2 separate regions of the Sus scrofa genome follow, and region 2 is linked to region 1. A link is a contact called in public HiChIP or PLAC-seq data. All regions are on one chromosome and are shown on one strand. The core of a region is the stretch at or near the end of the contact, and the rest is flanking DNA. Distances in the headings are between cores, read along the strand shown. Region 1 has its middle 48 kb from the start of RNF24. Region 2 holds the start of RNF24 (RING finger protein 24).

The links. HiChIP or PLAC-seq counts read pairs in DNA pulled down with a chosen protein or histone mark.
Region 2: an H3K27ac HiChIP or PLAC-seq map of skeletal muscle shows a contact between it and region 1. The contact joins the promoter of RNF24 here to the enhancer-like site in region 1. A contact is called at or near these places in 11 of 47 Hi-C or Micro-C datasets (adipocytes, blood, brain and 5 more) and 1 of 2 datasets of contacts at active chromatin or transcription factors (skeletal muscle).

The regions. Positions count from the first base shown.
Region 1 is chr17:31,655,740-31,659,750 of Sscrofa11.1, forward strand. No RefSeq gene overlaps it. Among named protein-coding and RNA genes, the nearest start is that of RNF24, 48 kb to the right of the region's middle. Within about 2 kb of position 1,677, at least 22 of the 83 cell types and tissues checked have an H3K27ac peak or open chromatin away from gene starts, as enhancers often do. A contact at or near this core is called in brain, omental adipose tissue and skeletal muscle, where this site is marked.
Region 2 is chr17:31,703,429-31,707,439 of Sscrofa11.1, forward strand. RNF24 (RING finger protein 24) reads left to right here and starts at 1,927. Exons shown (of 6, transcript XM_021078063.1): 1 at 1,927-2,092.

The DNA of each region.
Region 1 (4,011 bases), core at 427-2,926:
GCTGGTCCAGAGAAGATGAATGCAATGACTCTCTGACAAATACAGTTGAACAGAACCATAGAAACTAAAGAAGGAGAGAGCTTTGAAAAGAGCAGTTTTTTGTTTATATGTCACACTGGCAAATATCAGATAGTTTGTTAACATGTGGCATTGATAGAATGAAGAAAATAGGGCCTCTCTGTTGTCAGCACAACCTCTCTGGGGAGATCAATTTGACAATATTCACCAAAATTACAAATGCAGATATCCTTTGGCCCTACATTTCCACTCTCAAACCTTTATTTTCCAAATAGATTCACACCTAGGGCACTAAGGTAGTCATTGCATCACTGTCAGCAAGAGCAAAAGATTGCACAAAATCAAGTGTCCATCAAAGCACATTTGCCCAGGCAGCTATGATGTATAATGAAACTGTGTGACTTTATTTTATTTTTGTCTTTTTATCTTTTTAGGGCTGCACCTATGGCATATGGAGGTTTCCAGGCTAGGGGTTGAATCAGAGCTGCAGCCACCGGCCTACACCAGAGCCACAACAACACCAGATCCGAGCCGTGTCTGTGAGCTACACCACAGCTCGTGGCAACACGGGATCAACCCACTGAGGGAGGCTGGGGATCAAACCGGCAACCTCATGGTTCCTAGTTGGAGTCATTTCTGCTTCACCACGATGGGAACTCCCAAAACTGTGTGACTTTAGAGAAAGAAAGAAGGAACTGGAGTGATGTCCAAAGTATTTGTTAAGTGAAAAAAGCAAAATTCAAAACAGTATGTATCAAGTAATATCCAAAACAGGGCAAGGAGAGAGAAGAGAATCTTGAATATTCATAAAATGTGTCTGGAAGGACATACACGAAAACCAACACCAGTTGGTCATGGGAAAGGATCACTGGGTTCTTAGGGACAGAAGTAGGAGATTTTTCACTGTCCACACTTTGATGCTTTTGGAACTTAAAAAACAAACCCAGAAAATATCAGGAAAACCTGCAGAAAAAAAGAAAAGTGTCCAAAGTTTAGATATTGCTTTTTTTGGTTTTTCTGTTTTTGTCTTTTTCAGGCTGTGCCCATGATATGATATATGTAAGTTCCCAGGCTAGGGGTCGAATTGGAGATGCAGCTGCCAGCCGACACCACAGCCACAGCAACACAGGATGAGAGTCGTGTCTGTGACCTACACCGCAGTTCATGGCAATGCCAGATTCTTAACCCACTGAGCGAGGCCAGGAATCAAACCTGTATCCTCATGGATACTAGTCGGGTTGATTACCGCTGAGTCACGATGGGAACTCTGAAAATTTAGATATGTTTTAGATGTCCAGTCTAGACCTTTGCTACTCAAAATATGATCTACAGACTGGCAGCTCTGGGATCACCTGAGACCTAGCTAGTAATGCAAAACCCCAGGCCTCTCCCCACTCAGATTAAATCAGAATCTGCATTTGAACAGGAACCCTAAAGAATTTAAACACACTCTTCACTCTGATACACACTTGTCCAGGCAACCAGAGAACTCACTCCTAGGGGCACCACCTGGGTTGATAGCAGAGTCTGCTGCTAATAAAAGAGCTGCTGCCTTTTCCCCCCAACAGGGGCTCCATGCTGGTGAGACACCAGGGCCCAGGCTGTTCCCAGTAGGAAGGAGGATTTAAGCAGCTCCTCCCAGGCTTGGGCTGGCCCTGAGCCCAGTGCCCTGGCGGCTCCCCAGCCAAGGAAACAGCTCCCTTCCTCCTCCAAGAGCCACTGGGACCGCTCGAAACGGAAACATTTGAGAGTTTTCCACTCCCCCTGTTATAAGCTCTTTCCAACATGAATAAAGATGCATCTGTCTGGCTCAAGTTTATTTATAACTGGTATTTATTTATCCATTCCCAGTGCCTCCAGGTACCTGGTACCCTGACCTCGTGGTGGAAGGGAGGCAGGGGAGAGGACAGCACCGGGCAGGCCCCGTTGGAGAAGGAAGGAGAAGGAAAAGCCAGGAGGTTGGCTAATGCCTCTGCATCCTTGATCTACCTGGAACTGCTCCAGGCCACATCTGGAGGCCACATCTGGAAGCAACAATGCCACTGGACTTCTCAGAGTGGCAGGCATAAAAAGGGAGAAAGGAGGGGGAGCTGTACTAAGCTTGGTCCAGACCACCCAGGAGTTGGCCTTTGGAGGACGATGCAGGGAGACTCACTTCTTCCACCACGTGGCCACTACCCTGACCCCCAACTCTCTGAGCTCAACATCTTAGGGAACACAGAGCCACTAGGTATGAATGCACCACACAGAGGCTGTCCCAAGGCTTCCCCAACCCCAAGTTGTAGGGACTCTGGACAGGCCACCACCCTCTCTCTCTGGATCTTTCTTCTGTTTTTTGTTTCTTGTATTTTTGTTTTTTGCTTTTTAGGGCTGCACCTGTGGCATATGGAAGTTCCCATGCTAGGGGTCCAATCAGAGCTGTAGCTGCCAGTCTACACCACAGCAACAGCAACTTGGAATCCCAGCCATGTCTGCGACATACACCACAGCTCACAGCAATGCTGGATCCTTAATCCACTGAGCATGGCCAGGGATCGAACCCACATCCTCATGGATCCTAGTCAGGTTCATTAACCCCTGAGCCACAAAGGGAACTCCTTTTTTGTTTTGTTTTGTTTTTTGTCTAGATCTTTCTTTTCCTGCCACCTCAGCAGCCCTGAGCAGCCCTGACAGCAGTCCTTTCCCTCAAACCCTGAGTCCTCCTCCTCCCCCTTCATGCTCCCCCCTAGGCCTCTCCTGGCCACCATCCCTAGGTGACTAATGTCTCTTAAATTAAAAAACAAAACGAAGCCATAAAACCACTAGTCAGTGTTTACCCCAGAAGAGTTTACAAAATGCTTCCACATACTATGGCTCTCAGTTTATCACCTAACAGCCCAACAAGGTTAGAGCTCCTCTCCCTACCCTACTGAGGGGAACACCAAGCCCAGGAAATGTTAGAGGCCCTGAAAGATCTCCCAGCCTACAGGCAGCAGAAGACTCAGGACTCAATGCGCACCTAAGCTGCCATCTCCCCAGGCCTCCAAGGCCCTTCCAGGGTAGGGCTCCAAAGCAGATGGCTCTTTCACCAGCAGTCACCTGCTGACATCCTAACTCTGTGGATGGTTTTGTCCCTTGCCTGGCCCGTCAGGCCCCCAATTCAGTTCCCACTCCATTTCCTCTATTCTCCCCCATCCAGATCTACCCCATCTTAGAGTCTGGGCAAACGCCCTATCCTTCTCTTCCCAGTCACTATTGTGATTGTTTCCCAGCCCGCCTTCCTGTCCCCAGGGCTCTTCTCTTGCTGTTTCATGTTCTGCCAACTCCCCTCAAACCCTCTGTGATAAATTAATTATAAACATGGCCACAATTATTCCTCGTCCCATAGCCACACCCTTTGCAATGTGACTTTGTATCTCTTGTCATCTTTGTATTTCCTCACCCCTTGAATCCAGGTTGGCCTTGTGAATTGCTTTGGCCAATAGAACACAGAAGTGACAAAGTGACAATTCTTTTCCTTTCTTTTCTTTCTTTCTTTCTTTGTCTTTTTAGGGCTGCATCTGCAGCATACAGAAGTTCCCAGGTGAGGGGTTGAAATGGAGCTGCAGCTGCCAGCCTGCACCACAGCCAGAGCAAGGCCAAATCCAAGCCACATCTGTGACCTCCACCATGGCTCCCAGCAACACTGAATCCTTAACCCACTGAGCGAGGCTAGGGATCAAACCTGCATCCTCATGGATACTAGCCAGGTTCATTACCACCGAGCCATGATGGAACTCCAACAAAGTGCCAATTCTGAGTAGGCTTCAAGGGTTATGTGCATTTCCATCTCTTAGAAATCTGTCCAGGCATCAGGTGAACAATCCCAGACTAGCCTTCTGAAGGATGAGAAACATGTGGCTCATGTACCCTCACTGGCCCACCCAACAGCCAGCCAGATGCCAACCATATGAGAAGGCCATTCTGAATCAACCAGTCCCCAGACAACCCATTAGCTGACTGAATGTGCACAAG
Region 2 (4,011 bases), core at 677-3,176, 48 kb after region 1:
CCTGACCCACCAGGGGGCACCACCACCACCAATAACCACTGCACACCCACTGTGTGCCAGTCACCTGCCAAGTCCCAGGAGACATTGTTTCTGTCTTGGAAGGGCTCACATTCTGGTTGGAGAAAAAAAAAATAAGCAAATGAGTAGAACTTTAAGTGTGACTGGTGCTGAGAGAGAAATAGGTAATGGGCACAGGTGGGAATTCCAAAAGAAAGTCCGTCAACAAGGGGAGGGCAGGAAGGAAGACTTAATTAAAAAGTGACTGTTGAGGGAGTTCCCGTCGTGGCGCAGTGGTTAACGAATCCGACTAGGAACCATGAGGTTGCGGGTTTGGTCCCTGCCCTTGCTCAGTGGGTTAACGATCCGGCGTTGCCGTGAGCTGTGGTGTAGGTTGCAGACGCCGGCCAGTAGCTACAGCTCCGATTCGACCCCTAGCCTGGGAACCTCTATGCCGCGGGAGCGGCCCAAAGAAATAGCAAAAGACAAAAAAAATATAAATAAATAAATAAAATTTCATTTAAAAAAAAAAAGTGACTGTTGAGTGTTGCTAGGTAAGTGTTGCTTCTCTAATCAAGGGAAAAGCAGGAACACCAGGCACTGAAGGCGAGACACTCTGATGCTGTTCTGGAAATGGCTAGAAAAGAAGTGCTAAAGTGCCACTGGGCAGAGAAAGAGAAAAAGACAGCAACATGGGCAGATTTGCATATCATGAGAATTGACTTGCATAAGAATGTATTGAGACTTCAGCAGTAGAGCTAGAGAGAGTTGAGGAGGACTGATTTAAACAGTGAGAGGTAGCAGATCCTCCTGGCAACTGGTCCAGTTGAGCTAGGAAGGGAGGGAGAGAAGGGAAAAGGACCCCTGACACAGGCTTCAGTGACAGGGGGTGAGGGATAGGTTGTTGATAAGCACTCTTTCTTTTGCCACTCTCTCTCTACCCATGCTTCCACCCATCTCTTACCTTACAGAACTTCTTGAGATGTTCGTTGATGTTAGTCTTTACTTCCCCCCTTACCTTGGATATTTATTGTTTGCCAAAGAAGAAGGAACTTGCCTACAGGCGCTTTCTACTATTATTTTGCTTCCCAAAATTAAGCCCCTGAGCTGTTTATGGTTTGTGTGAGGGGGCTTGGAGGGTAGGAGAAGAAAGGAGACTCTCAAGGGGTGATTTAGGGACTGAAACAAAGTGGGGCAATTGTCTCTGTAATTTCCCTGAGCTACAGGGCCCACACACTCAGCCGAAGAGCCTCAGAGACTCCCAGCAGCCCCCGAAGAGTTCTGTGGCCCACGAGTAGCAGAACCAAGGGGCTGGGAACAGGAGAGTGTCTCTGCAGAACACACTGCCTGCCAAAGACAAGGGGCCTCCACTTGATCTTTGGAGATTCATTAGATAAACCCTAAACCTTCTTATTACAGAAAGGGCTGAGATTTCCTCAAAACAAAGGTCAATTCCTGGCCTGCTCCATGGAATGGGAGCTGGGGCCTGGTCGATGCACATAAATAAAGTAATGCACTCTTTCTTGCACACACTCCTCTCCACTATTTGGGCAGATTCTGGGTATCAGAAGTCTGAGAGGATCTGCTGCAGGTGACACAGATGGAGGAAAGAGGCAATGTGCACCTTATCTATCGGACTCCTGTGACCCGGAATGCTGGCAGTCTGGGTGCTAGGAAAGAGGTAGCGTTCCAAGCTTTCCCTTTAAAAAATGCTTATAGGACAAGAAAAAATACTAAACACAGGCGGAGGAAGACAGCTCCGCCCTGGGACAACCCCAACGGGCGGAGCGAGGACTGGCCACCGCGCTCCGCGCCTGCGCACTGCGGACTCTGAAGTCAGGACGATCTCAGGGAGGTGGGCGGGGCTGCCCGGGCATCCGGGTCCCTCACCCCGCCCCCGCTGCATGAATGAGAGGCGCGGTGCCGCCCCTCCCCCACCGGGCCCGCCCCTCGCCGGGGCCGCTGCGCGCAGTCCGCCGCTGCCACCTCAGCCGCGCTAGGTCCCGGCAGACGCCAGCCGCTAGCCTCCAGACGCTGACGGTCCTGCCACGCTCGCCGCCGCCGCCGCCGCCGCCGACGCCGCGGGCACGACAGAGTAAGTGAGCAAGCAAGGGCGGGGGCGCCGAGGGTCGTCACCCCCAGTCTGGGGCTTAGTGGACCGGGCGGGTCCAGGTTCGGGATGCTGAGGAGACCGTGGGCCCACTCCAGCCTCCCCCACTCACACTCCTGGCGCCTCCGCGGGGAGCTGGGAGGGGTGGGACAGCTGCCCCAGGTCGGGAGGGACGCGGAGGAGGGTCCGCCCCGATCCGGAGGGTGGGTCACGCACAAAGGGAGGCGCGGGGCTGTCCCCGGGAGGTCACAGAGGGACGGTGCGGGGCACCCCGAACGCCCTCCTAGCCAGTGCCCGGCGTCGGGTCCCCGGGCGTGGGAGGCTCCTAGGATGAGCAGGGAGGACGAGGTTGGCTAGGACGGCTGCCTGCGTTTTGGCGATGGGAACGCGCCGTGGGGGGTGCGGCGTGGCAGTGTTTTCCTGGTCCCCATCTGCTCCTCCCCTTTCTTTGTGGCGTTTGTCTCGTGCCCATTTGTCACTGTGTGTAAACTGTGGTCTGGGGTAAGACCTCTCGCCTCGGCTAACTCATTTAATGAAAGTCAGGTGCGGGCCTGTCTGTGAGTAGGGGGCGTGTGTGCGTCCTCAGGCCGGAGAATTAAAGACCCTCCTTTGTTTCCGGAGACGTAATGGTGTGTGTGTCACCTATGAAATGAGAGAATCAGAGATCATTAAAAAGGGTATGAGGAAAAAAGATGTATTACTCCATCAGATCGTCACCTCGTTCTGCCTCTGCTGTTTTTTCAAATAGTATTTCTTTGTTTCTTACTGTAAAAGCAGTGGGTTAATTGAAAATATGCCTCTAGTCTCATATCTGTTTATCTAGAACACTTGGTTTTGGGGTTTAGTCAGTGGTCATATACTCATATATATGTACATGAAACTACCCTACATTACCAGTTAACTAAAATGCACTTTTTAGTTCATTGGTAATATGTCTATATAGTCATACTGGTCTATAGAAATACTCCAACATATCTATGACACTGTTTTCTCTGCTTCTCTGTAAGGCAGATTTTGTTTCTTCCTGCCTCTCAATGTTAATAAGAACGTAGTCCAGCAGGTTCTCTTCACCTCTTTGCCTTTTTTTTTTTCCCCCTTAATGCTTTGGCAAAGGGTTTTATTGCGTATTACCCTGGCATGCACCCTTGCTTTGATCTGAATTTCCCTGTGTTGTTGTCTGGTTATGCAGCCCAGCTCAATGGCTCCTCTTACAGGACTGCTGGAAAACAGAACACCTTTTATCATTGTCCTCATCCCCAGAGAAAAGAGGAAGCTCTGCAGGTTCCCACATACTTAGGCTCTGTGGAACTGACTTTGTTGTCTAGGTGAAGTTATGAGGAGTCACAGCTGATGTGAACCAATTAAAAAGAAGCAATTGTAATACCACAGCTGTTCCTTGCTATTTCACTTGGATCTTTTTCTCTTCTTAAACCAGATTTTGTAAGTTTTAGAAGATAGTGGGTTGCATTTTCAGTTTCTTTATTACCGTTATTATTTTACAGAGTGACAGGAAATTAGCTAAACTCAGTTAATGTAAGAAACATACCTCCAAAGCATTTTTATTATGATCTTTTGATTCAAAAATAGCAGCAATTAAAAAAAATTAAAAGGAACTCATTAGATGATATGCCTAATTGAACTGATTCAGTTTTAAGATTCTCTTTAAGATTATATTTTAATCACATGTATTTTAATTCCTGGTAGTTTTCAGTGCAAAATGAAATCTAAATGAAGCAGGCTTCCGCAGCATCTGTTTGTGTATGTTCCCTCTGAAAAAAAACATTTGCTTTTAATTTGAAGGGGAAATTTTCCATTGGTTGGAACAGGATCCATTTTTCTTGGTTAAAATCTTACCTTATGTTAGCACGGTGAAATTCTTTTAAAAAAAGTTAAAATTAATGAAA